Regions from separate parts of the Mus musculus genome. Here region 1 is linked to region 2. A link is a contact called in public Hi-C data. All regions are on one chromosome and are shown on one strand. The core of a region is the stretch at or near the end of the contact, and the rest is flanking DNA. Distances in the headings are between cores, read along the strand shown. Region 1 overlaps Tnik (TRAF2 and NCK interacting kinase). Region 2 overlaps Tnik (TRAF2 and NCK interacting kinase).

Evidence for each region. Hi-C and Micro-C count contacts between places; a contact is called where the count stands out from the background.
Region 1: a Hi-C map of the N1E-115 cell line shows a contact between it and region 2, with 3 times the contacts expected there. The contact joins two enhancer-like sites. A contact is called at or near these places in 5 of 484 Hi-C or Micro-C datasets (the N1E-115 cell line, cortical neurons, embryonic stem cells and 1 more) and 2 of 9 other capture datasets (adipose tissue and liver).

Annotation. Positions count from the first base shown.
Region 1 is chr3:28,542,425-28,548,765 of GRCm38.p6, reverse strand. All of the region lies in intron 7 of Tnik (TRAF2 and NCK interacting kinase), which reads right to left. Among named protein-coding and RNA genes, the nearest start is that of Mir466q, 130 kb to the right of the region's middle. Within about 2 kb of position 4,950, at least 72 of the 459 cell types and tissues checked have an H3K27ac peak or open chromatin away from gene starts, as enhancers often do. A contact at or near this core is called in the N1E-115 cell line, where this site is marked.
Region 2 is chr3:28,380,470-28,386,696 of GRCm38.p6, reverse strand. The region is part of intron 2 of Tnik (TRAF2 and NCK interacting kinase); the gene reads right to left. Among named protein-coding and RNA genes, the nearest start is that of Mir466q, 36 kb to the left of the region's middle. Within about 2 kb of position 3,011, at least 22 of the 459 cell types and tissues checked have an H3K27ac peak or open chromatin away from gene starts, as enhancers often do. A contact at or near this core is called in the N1E-115 cell line, where this site is marked.

The sequences.
Region 1 (6,341 bases), core at 3,701-6,200, 160 kb before region 2:
TCATATACATGCGTGTGGTCCTTATGAAGATCTACTTAGACTACCGGTAGGAGCTGCAGAGAAGCAAGTTCTGGTTTAAAAGGAGCCAACAAGAGATGGACAACACCCACAGAGAGCTGGGTTATAAGAAACTGCTTGTTTCCTTAGGTCACAAAGAATCGTCAGAAAAAGCAGCCTTTCCTGAGATGTGTGACTACAAAACTGCCCCACCCCATCTCTTAGCACGTGTCAGACACTGTGTGATAGCTTTATAAATATTAACCCACTTTATGGTATTACAACATTGTGATAGATAATTGATTATTCACGTTTTGTGCAGGCCCAGAGAAGTTAAATGGTTCCCCGGAGGCACTGCAAGAATAAGAGGCATGGTCTGGTTTATAGCCGTCCTGTCTGACTTCAAAGTATCAATCATGCTCACTCTCATTTCAGATACCTCCATGCTAGACGACCCAAGGGAGGGTCAGTGAGGAGGTCCAGGCAGCCGCAGCCACTGATAACCCCATCACAGAGAAAACAAAGAGACACCGCCCATTCCTGCCATGGGAGACTGTGGGGAGACCCATCCTCCACTGGATCAGTCTCCCTTCCTTCAGCACTGTCCCTGAAGGAAGGGAGACTGCTGCTGAGACTGAGGAGACAATCCCACCTGGTGGCACTACCTGGTGACTGCATTGTCGTCTTCTGTCTGAGCAAATTCAGAAGGACCTATGTATAGGGCTTAGTACACAGGAAGCAGGAGATGCTTACAAATGGAATTTCTACCCTGCTTGGCAATCTATCCAATGTGTTCTCTATGATACCTGCCTTCCGGTGATTCTCCCATTACATAACTGCTCACCTCATTTCCAGCTGACCCCCTTGTTCAAAGGGCCATTTGCATGCTGCCTGAATAAAGTCTGGGTTCTGGGATACTGAAGGAGCTGAGCCGTTTCTTGGCAAGCAGTGGAAACACCCACACCTGCAGAGAGGCTGCCACTTTTGTGAGACAAGGCTCTTGATACAATAGAGGTGAGCGACACAGCAGGTTTTGAAAGGCCAGGCTCATAGGCAGGAGCCCACTAGACATGGGGTGTGGGGAGGAGGCATTTCCTTGGACTTACTTCTATTACCTCACTAGCTTAATTATATGAGTAAGTTCTACTGATGCAAAGGCATTAAACAGGACAGAAATAAAATAAGACCTAAGAATTCATCATTCAAGTGCTCGAAGACCAAGTACTCTTCTGCATTCCAGGATATTTGCAGACTGACCACCACCCCATTGTGTATATGCATGTGCACATGCGTGCATGTACGTGCATACATGTGTGTATGTGTGTATGTGTGTACGTGTGTATGTGTGTATGTATGTATGTGTGTATGCATGTATGTATGTGTGTATGTATGTGTGTATGTATGTATGTATGCATGCATGCATGCATGTATGTATGTGTGTATGTATGTATGTATGTATGTATGTGTGTATGTATGTATGTATGCATGCATGCATGTATGTATGTGTGTATGTATGTATGTATGCATGTATGTATGTATGTGTGTGTATGTATGTATGTATGTATGTGTGTATGCATGTATGTATGTATGTATGTATGTGTGTATGTATGTATGTATGTATGTATGTATGTGTGTTCCCACATCAGGGGAGTTGGAGTAAGACTACATTAAGAGGAGGAAGCTTTGGTATTTACATTTGGGTACCAAGCACACAGGATACTCCAGCGCCTCATCATTCAAGTGGTGCACAGTATTCCACTGGATAGAGAATTCCGTTTTTATCCAACCAATTCTGATGGATGTGGACTTGGCCACAGAGAACTTCCTTTACTACGTATCTGTTGAGGCAATTACTTAGGACGATAAAATACCTGTCAGATTCCATCCTACTGAAATACAACTCACAGTAAGTTTTAAAAATACCAGTTTAAACAGCCTAGGAATTTTGAACAGTTTTATTAATTTCAAATCTTTGAATGCTTATTATTAAATAGGAAAGCTTTCATTATTGCCCTGCATACTTACAAGAGAAATGAAACCTTTCCTTTTGCTTGAAGTGTTTTGACAGAATTTCTGAAAACGAGAATGGAAGGGCCCCCAGGGGAAAGCCAGCACACCAGGCAAATGCAATGCAGGCTCTCCTCCTAAGCATTTGGTGAGATTTCCCCCGTACCCAGCAGATTCCACACAAAACCAGACTACAGTGAAAACCCCATCTCCTCACACTCCTTTCCACTGATGTCCTTAGGATATTCAGTTACTTTGACTTTCAAAAGAAAGTTCTGAACTGGAAAGATGGTTCAGTCATTATGAATAGGTTCTGTCCTAACACAAGACCTAAGTTCAGTTCTGAGCACCCACATTGCATGGCTCACAACCACCCATAACTCCAGCTCAGAAAGATCTGACACCCTCCAGTGGCCTCCAAAAGCATCTGCAATCAGGTACACATGCACGTGTGCGTGCATACACACACACACACACACACACGCGCACATGCACAGGCATACACAATTAGAAATCTTCAAAAAGGGAATTTGGAAAAATAGAAACTTCTACCAGTTCTTAAAAGCACCTCAAAAATAAACTAAATAATAGTCAATCAATAATAATAAATGATAAATAACAAAATAAAATAACAAAATAATAATAATAATAACATAACAAAACCAAACTATGGACTTTGGCATTTCACCTTCATTTTAAAGCCAGCACTTTCTTGGTGAAGCTTACAGAATCCAGTGCTGCTCAAAGTATCAATTATTCAATCAACACTACCTGAAAATGCTGGAAGCATACATTTAATGTATGTGAGAGTTCAACATTTGAGATCATTGCTGAGGCTGGGATTCCTGTTGGTTCAAATAGACTATTCCCCTACATGGACCAAATCCTGGAGCATCATAGGTCTCTGGTGAATGCTCCACTAGGAAATGGGTTATACAGAGACAGCTCAGCTAACTACACACACACACACACACACACACACACACACACACACACACACACACACACACTCATGCGCATGTGGGTGCACACACACATACACAAACATACACAGACACACACAGACACACACACAGTGGGAGTTCATTAAGTACACACCCAGAGTGATTGATTAGATACTTTCAAAGTCAACTTGCTGTCAAGTAGTCTCCTGCTGACAGACCACATTCCTGGGCACAAGGTAAAATAGAGTAATGGAGAGGCTGTAAAGATCTCCATCTTCTCTGGTTCTGAGTAAAATCATGAAGTCATCAAAATAAAATCCCTGCCACTCCCCAGTATTCCTTTCTACTTCATCCTTTCCATCAGCTCTTCGGACAAGCTGCTTTTCCTCTTGACGGGTGAAGAGCACAAATCACAGCCTAGGCATGGAGTTTTCTTTGAACAACTTATGTGCATAGCTATCTTTATAAAGAAGTTCACAGTACAGTCTAAATGACTGACATTGTTGGACCTGTTTTCTCTGTGAGGACCCTTTTAAGACTTCTTTTTGTAAAAAAAAAAAATTATTCTTACATATTGGTATCACATCATCTCTAAACAGAATTTCTTAGCAGTTGTCTGAGGAAAGAAGTCCAAGATTTGAACTCAATTCCAAGCTCTGGATTGGCCAAAGGGAAAAGCTTATTCTAGGTACTCTCCTAAAAACAAATCAGCCACAGAGGTCTTGTCTATTCTTCAAACAAATACACTGCACATAAATATAGCCCACTTAAAAGATTAAGTCAGGGGTGAAAATCTAGACACTCTGGTTCTTCCTTGTATAACTAGTCTTATTTTAAAATTTAGTTTTATTTATTTATGTGTATTGGTATTTTCTGCATGTTGTTTCTGTGCACCATGTGTGTGCCTGGTGCCCTGGGAGGTCAGAAGAGGACACTGGGTCCTTTAAAATTCGAGTTAAAGATGGGTGAGATGCACCACGTGGATTCTGGTATTTTGAACCCTTGGGTCTTCCAAGAGCAACAAGTGCTCTTAACCTCTGAACCAACCCTCCAGTTCCCTCCTGGTATATTTTGAAGTGCTTCAAATTATCTATGGCACAGATGTAAACTAGTTAACACGTGTTAAATACGACCACAGTTTGAAGAGTTGCTTACAGCCAATTAAAATATGCATATCTCGTCTGGGATATATATTTTGTAGTGCATCCTCTCTCGGATTTGCAAATGGAATTATTCAAATGTGCTGATCATTAGCAGTTTAAATAAATGACATTTATTTTGGCAGGGGATTAATTTTTAACGAGGCAGCTGCTCTCAGACAGATTGCCGTCAGGTCATTAGAGGGACTAACTTTGAGGGAAGAAGGGTGATTATTATGTTTTCGAGCTTGCATTTCTCTAAAGAGGCGAATGATTTCATCAATGCTCGGAGACACTGGCTCTCAAAGACTTCAGTGTTTGCATGGAGCTCACCTGATTAAAAACAGTAACCAAATGGGGAGAAGTAAGTGAACTTTAAGAGAGAAATTCCTCAAATGTACTATTTGGATGAGAAATATGAGATTTATACAGAAGCTAGGCAACTACCACACAAGACGAGGCTGCAATAAAAAAGAACCCCACAGATTCTTTTCATAGAGAGGCCCTTTTGATGCTGACTTATCTTAATTTTTTTAACATAGTCATTTAAAAAGGCAAATCAGACCAATCAAATAATAATATAATACAGAACACACAAATCCACAAGAGACCCTCCTTTGCAGGGTGGGACAAGTGACTACCGAGATTTGAGCAGAGTTGGGAGACTCATGTTCAAGTTGAAGTTCAGAGAATGTCACCAACTGGGTATGCACCTGTGAAGACCTGGCCCCAGTTTCCCCCTTTGTAGGATTTTGAGGGAAGGTCCTTGAGCTAACAAAGCAAACCCAGGTAGTATCGCCTTTTGCCCACAGGGTGTCTCTCTGCCTAGTGCCTAGCCTGAGAACTCTGAACTGGCCCTAGCTCTCACTGTCCACAGTTTCACTTTCTCTTAACAGGGATTTATGCAGCAGCAATGTCACCAGACGCTGCAGCTCTTGAGGGGCTTTATGACTGTGACTCGTGTCACTGTGTTGGGATGAATGAAGGAGGGCTGCCGGGAGAAGCTTACTGAATGTGACAAGGGATCCATCAAAATTCTGTGAGATGCCAAGTCACACTAGAGGAAAGCCAAGGCATAGACCTACATTCTACTCCATCTCTCCTACAGAGAAGAAACTACGAAGTATCTACAGTGAGCCCGTAGAAACGAGGAACTTGCTGCCATTTAACTATAAAAAGATGCCCCCGATATTTGTATTTTGGTTTAACATAGGAAGCCTTGAGAATATTAGCTTGGGCGTGGAATAAATAGGTTGACCAGTATACGCTGTGTTCTTGTTTGGTAGAAGCAAGGAGTTCCTCAGTGCTGTGGCACAGAAGCCACAGAGAGTTACAATAGTGTGCAGCCCATTTGAGAAAGCTAGAAGACCTTTGTGACTGAGCATGGGTGTGCAGGCATATGTGTGTCTGCACCTTCATGGGTCGGACAGATGTCAGTCTTGGCTATTATTTCTCTGAAGCCTTGAATTTTGATACAGGGTCAGTCATTGGCTTGGACCTTGCTAGGCTGGCTGGCTAGAAAGGCTGGGATTCTCCTCAGAGCTGGGACTACGAGCCTGCATCACCATGACTGCCTTCTGTGTGGCTTCGGGAAGACTCACTCAGGGCCTTCTGCTTCAGAAGCAGGTACTTTGCCAACTGAGCTATCTCTTCAGGCCCTCTGAAACTTTCCACTTTAAAAGATGATGTTTAGACAAATATATTAATCCTGATTTAAATATTGTGCATATATAGAAGTAATGCCTGAAACCCCTTTCGTATGCACAGATGGAATATTTTTCTTTCTATAACATATTTTTTATCCACTTTACATCTGAATCACAGCTTCCTACTCCTTCCTTTCCTCCCAGTCCCGCTCTTACAAATCCCTCCCCCATTACTCCCTCTCCCTCTCCAAGAAGAAGGGGAAGCCCCACCTTGGGTACTGACCCAGCTTGGGTACCACCCCACCCTGGGACATCTAGTCCCAGCAGGGCTAAGCACATCCTCTCACTGAGGCCCAACCAGGCAGTCCTGTTAGGGGAAAGGGATCCAATGGCAGGCAACAGAGTCAGAGGCAGTCCCCTCTCCAATTGTTAGGGGACCCACATGAAGACCAAGCTGCACATCTGCTACAAATGTGTATTGTGAGTACAAATGTGAGTACAAATGTGAGTTCCTATGCTAACTTTGATCAGTAATGGAGTGTGACCTGAGAGTTGTGAGCTGAATAATTTTATGCATCATTAAAAATGAATCAAAAGACTTATTAGAT
Region 2 (6,227 bases), core at 1,762-4,261:
CAGAGAGGGAAGGGGTAATGGAGGGAGAAAGGAAATAGAGAGAAAAGAAGGGGAGAGAAAGGGCGGGAGAGGGCAGAAAAAGAAGAAAAAGAACATAGCTGGTAGGTGGAACAACATTATGAACTAACCAGTACCCCGGAGCTCTTGACTCTAGCTGCATACGTATCAAAAGATGGCCTAGTCGGCCATCACTGGAAAGAGAGGCCCATTGGATACGCAAACTGTATATTCCCCAGTACAGGGGAACGCCAGGGCCAAAAAAATGGGAATGGGTGGGTAGGGAAGTGGGGGGGAGGGTATGGGGGACTTTTGGGATAGCATTGGAAATGTAATTGAGGAAAATATGTAATAAAAATATTTTTAAAAAAAGAACATAGCTGGTATCTGAGTCAACTAGAACTGGAAGAACCTGGGCAACAAAATAAATAATATAGAATTGGAATATAAACCGAGAGAATAAAACAGACTGCATGAATCCAGGCTGCATGCATCAACAACGTAGTAAATAAACAAAAGGGATAAAGTTAAAAATCCATACACCTTAAAAAGATTCTTTGCCCTCAAGGGAGAGTATAGCGGCCACTCTTAAAGAGTGGCCTACAGTAGAAACATCCTTCAAAGATACGGTATAGAATGACAATAGATACATCAGGGGGCCTGGACAAATACTATTTAAGCCAGGTCACCCCTGTCCCATGTTGATGATTTGAACCTCAACAGAACAGAATAAGAACAGCATGCTGCTTTTAAGTTCTTCCCCCCTCAAGCCAAGTATGATCACGAGAAAAACATTCAACTACCAAAAAAGCAGCCCACAAGATACCAGGCCCAGATTCCTCAACACATGAAGGTGGTCCAAACCAAGCCATGTGGAGTCGCATGCTGTATGAGCAGATTGAGGAGCTATGACAGCTCGGAAGGATGTGCTACAATCTAACACAGGGTTCTGGCTGAGTGGAAAGACACTGATGCTATCCAAATAAAGAGTCAGTTTTAGCACTTGAACTGATGATACTATACTTGTTCTTAGCCCAAAGACCCAGAAGCAATAACTTTATCAAAAACAAACAAATATGTTCCAGGTTACTTACTGATCACCTCCACCGAGTGAAGGAAGAGTCTAACGGAGAGTCATAATAATTATATGGTGCACCACCTAGTCACAAAGCCCCATCCACCTACATGGAATCCTAACATGTGCCAAGGAAGAGAATACGGATTGCTGGCGAGCATTATGAAGGACTGCCATGGGGCCTGGCCAAGCGCTCTCAGAAGCAAGCCTCCACTCTGCAGACTCTGTAGACTCTTCAGGCATCTGGGTGTCCTCTTGAGCAGGCTGCCTGCTTCGGCATATGGCTATCATGGCATCTCATCTAACTTTGCCCGTGCTCCCAAGTGTAGGGTATGTGTGGCAGTGGGCATCCTCATGCTTTTTCTTTTATTTGATCTCAGTCCTGGTCTACTCTTTCAACTGAGTCAGCTACTAAGAAGTTGTTTGATGGTTGCTAAGAAGGTACCAGTGAGGTCAGATGCCTTGCCTGTTCCAACAATACAAAAGGAGCAGCCCATGCTGGGCTGAGACGCAGATCCCTGGCAGAGCACCGATCTAACATACATGAGGCCCTGGGTTCACTTTCCAGCGTCAGAAAAGAACAAAAAGGCAGCTCCGTCTCCATAGAATCCTGCTCAAGCTGGTTACAAGGAAAGCTTTTCAATACCTCTGCTCTGAGAAGACATGAGCGTTTCAAATGTGCTTCCTTCTTCCTTCCTAGCTCGCAATTCAGCTCTTAAATGTTATCTCTTTCTAGACAGATCTTGCTGCCTTTCTCGTCTTTCCAATGGAGAAAACAAAGTCCTATGATGGCCAGACCTTACCTCCCTTCACACTGTCACCCATACAATCGCAGCAGAGTTCCTTTTGCTTTTGTACTTTCACATCTGAGAAGCTATGAATACATGACCCTCTGTGGGTGGCTTCACTTCCTCCATCCCAGGAGACTTGGCCTGACGTGGAAAGTCTAGTAACATTTCTTTTAAAAGAACAAATATTGTCTGTTGCTAGATATTGCTTAGGGCCTTACGCATGCTCAGAAATGGCCACTGAGCCCCACCCACAGCCCTCTCCATATTCTGTCTAGGCTACCGAACAACATAAGACAATCTTACTGCTCTACAGAGGTTTCGGGTGGTCACGGTAGGTGGGGTGAACATGTGTGTTCATTTTCCTTCTTCCCCAGTACAGCAGTTTTTCTGACAGAGACATATGGCCATTTAGATGCTGAAAATGCTTTCAGGCAAGGAAGCAGTTATTGATGGGCTCATTCTGGCTAAGTATTACATGATCAGGCCTCACTGTGCATTTTGCACAGCTCAGAACTGAGAGAATCACAGGACAAATCACACGAACACAGATTCAATATTTGATCCCACTAAGATCGATCATTGTTTAACCTGATGAAGTGCAATTTCCTTAAATTATCTTTTCTCATGTCAGTCTTAAGAAAGTCTCATTTTTCTGAACTGATTCCTCCTTCCCGAAACCATCTTCATTTAATTATAATAAACTTGCTGAGCTGTTTTAGGGCTGAGCGCCTGGACAAGAGGATGGATACCATTTATTTCTTCTGACTGAAAATCTCAAACTCTGATTGACAACATGCTCACAGGCGACCAAGCGACTCAGGGTTACAGAGACTGAAAAGTCATTTGTGCCCATAGCATGTGGCATGGTCCAGCTCTGACACTATCCACACCATCCCCGAATCTGTCTTTTCTTCCCGTTTGAGGAGGTAATGAATTCCTTTCAGGGCTGCAGCGGACACTCATTTCCACGGTTCAGCTGATGTGTATCAGCCTTCATGAGGTTGGAGATATGTCTTAATTGTATCCTGGTTCCGTTTGATTCCTTCCCCTTTCAGGCACCCAAATGATTTCCATTCTTACGTTGCTCAGCTCACCAGCTTGTCAGTCGGGGACGAGCTCTTGCCTCTTTGTTTGGCATTCTGGCCAGAGCCCAGACCCTGTTTTCCAAGCACTTAATGAGCTTGGCCATTTCTGGCTTGTGACCACCAGCCCCTCCCTTTGTACATTAGGTCTCTTCTGGATAAGAACTGAATGCAACAGCACACTAGGCTGTCACACAAGGGATAAACTACTATTTGGGGATAAAAACACCATGACATTGCTTTGGTTTGTTTGTTTGTTTGTTTTTGAATATGTGAGTTTGAATTTAACTTTTGCCACACAGGAATGTGAGTGCTTTTAGCTGAATCTTAGGTGTGTGAGACAGATGGGGTAGTTTACCATCATTGGGACAGTCAGGGAACACTCCTCTAATACAATGACATTTAAGCAAGAACTGGAACAAGTGACAAGTACATGGCAGGGTGTCTGGGGGACAGGCATCCAGAGGAATGGAAGATCAGATACAATGGAACTGCATACAATAGTCTTGAAAGGTTCAACAGCCTATCAGATGCCAGTCATAGATAACTTTTGTGCATAGACACCTTCTCCTGTAAGTCCAGAACAATGATTTTGTACTTTATGCAGAAATCTGTTGAAAATGTGTTACCTAACCTTCTCACCTATCAGAAATAGGAGCTGTAATGAAATCTCAGATCATATGAATGTATTTGCTCATATACACACTCAGTATGTACGCCATTTAGCAACTCTATTCTTCTGCTTATACCCTCCAGCTAGGCACAGCACCAGACGCTGAGAATACTATGTGCGCAGAGCAGACAAGTCTGTGCCGTTGTAGACTCACAGCCTGATGAGGGTATTGCCTAACAGTGAAAGGTGCTGGGGACTATGGGAACTAGGAGCGAAGACGGTGTCTGTAGGTTTCTAGAGGACAAGAAAAGATTTTTACAAGGAAGTGACATGGAACTCATAAGAAGAGAACATTCGAGAAAGTAGGCAGAAAACCCTGAAGTAGAAGGGAGCAAACGGAGTTTGCTATGTTAAGAGAGACATGTATGGATCTCAGAGAGTGATGAAAAACAGCAAAAGAGCTCAGTCTGGACAGCGGGGTGGAGATCAGGTGTAAATGGGCTCTGTGTGGTCTTGACTAGATGGGACATAGTTAAAGTGGCTTTAGACAGGACAGAAGTGGGACCAAATAAGGAGTATAAAACGACACTACTGGCTGCACAATGGGAAATAGGGCCACAAGGTAATGTTGTGGACAGGATACTGCAGGCATTCGGATAAGAGACTTCCATTGCCCTGACACAGAAAATACCAAGGGAGATTAAGGGCTATTAAGGAATAGAATGAACTGGTCTTGGGGATGGACTCAATTGCGGGACACAATGATCTGCTAGGGGACTCCTACTTGGTTTTTGAAGTCATAATATTCTATTCATTTCATTATATGCATGAGTAGAAAAAAAATGAAGACACCCAAGCTCAGGCATCAAATACACAGTATACAAAAATCTCTCTTTTCTTTGGTAGCCAGGGTGTTTCTAAGTCATGTCTGGATCCTAGATTTGGAATTCATGATACCCACACAGTTCAATAGCTCATGGCTGAGAAGTCAGCAGGCTATACCAGACTCAAGAAAAGTGAGTTCTTAGCCAAATAACTCCTCTGTTTCAACTCCATTAGGATGACACTTAGCCAGTCATACCTACAAGGATACCAAGCCAAGTGGCTGACTCATTAGCATTCTCTTTTCAAGAGAACATAAGCAAAGATGCTTTTAAAAAGGATAATTTTTAATAATGTGTACCAGTATGTAGGTATGTACATGTGTGTGTAGGGGATCTAAAGAGATCAGAAGAAGGTGTCAGGGCCCCAGGAACTGGAGTTACAGGTAGTTGTAAACTGCCCAATGTGGGTACTGGGACCTGATCCTCCTGACAGCTGCCCAATTTCTCCAGGCCCACAAAGATCCTTTTAAAAGAAAACAGAACACCATAAGATATCTAATCCATGGGCGGAGCAGAGGCAGCAATCTGGAAGAGTTTACAGTGTAGCACTTAGGTTTGAAGAGTGTGGGGGTGGGGATAAAGATCAGAGACCTAATGTCCCAAACAAAAAGCCTTTATATTAGTCCACCCTTCTTTAGACAGTAATGAGGGTGGAGAGGAAAGCCACTCACTGTTTTTGCAGTGCCAAGAAGAGCTTGGAAAATAACTTCTCAGAAGGGAGCGGGTACGAAGAACCAGCTTAGCACCTGTGCAGACACACTCCTCCTGGGCACAAAGGGTTGCTGTCCAGATCACACGGAGGACCCACGAAAGAAAGGGCTACAGGTGATCTGACAACTGGGTGAAGGTGTATGGATTCTTCTATGTCCCGCTAGGGAGAATCTCAGTGGGATTTATTCACCTTAAGGGGCCAGCAGTGCTAGGATACTTCTCGCAGCTGACAGTGAATAAATCCACATAAACCCAATTCCTTTCCTCGAGTATGAGCCCCTATGCATTATTTAGTCTCTTTCCTATGCTTCCAAACCAGAACACTATAGAATGGGGACACACCTTCCCATGCCATGCAGAGCAGGATGACACGGAGCATTGTAAGTCTATCCTTCTGGAACAATTATCTTTAAAGGGATTTTAAATTGAGATCACACTATTACATGGTATACAGGGAAAATCCACAAGAATGTTAAGGATGGAAGACTAGCTGTCAAATATATTTTGGTTTTGTGATCTCCTGCCATTCCTCTAAAAGAAGACGTCTTGGTGAGGTGGGTAAAACTGGTTCACTGTGCATATCAGGAACAATAGAAAAATTAAGTTAAAGACTATAGGTTCTAGAAGCATCTTCAAGAAATCAAGTAATTGAAATACAAATAGCTAAATCTTGAAAAGCACCAAGATTATCTAAAACACTATAAAGAGTATCACCTAATAGATGACTCACCTTCTTCTTTCAAGAAAAACCCAAAAATAAAAATAAAAATAAAAAAATTCTGAGATAATACCAGAATTTCCAGCATGGATCCAGTGGGGGCAATCAGAACTTTCAGGCAGTGATATAATTGCATAATTTTATTTTAAATCATTTATCATGTTTGTTTATAGAAGCCGTGATAAGTGCTGATAAGAGCCATTGTCAGTTGGGACAAAGCAACTCCCTTTACCAGCCCATGAAATGATGCTACAATGTCTCGGGGACAGAAGCAGATAATTGATAAAGATTCCCCACAAGAATAAGACATTCACACACAAAAATGACATCAGTGAGGGGCACTACCAGCTGGGATG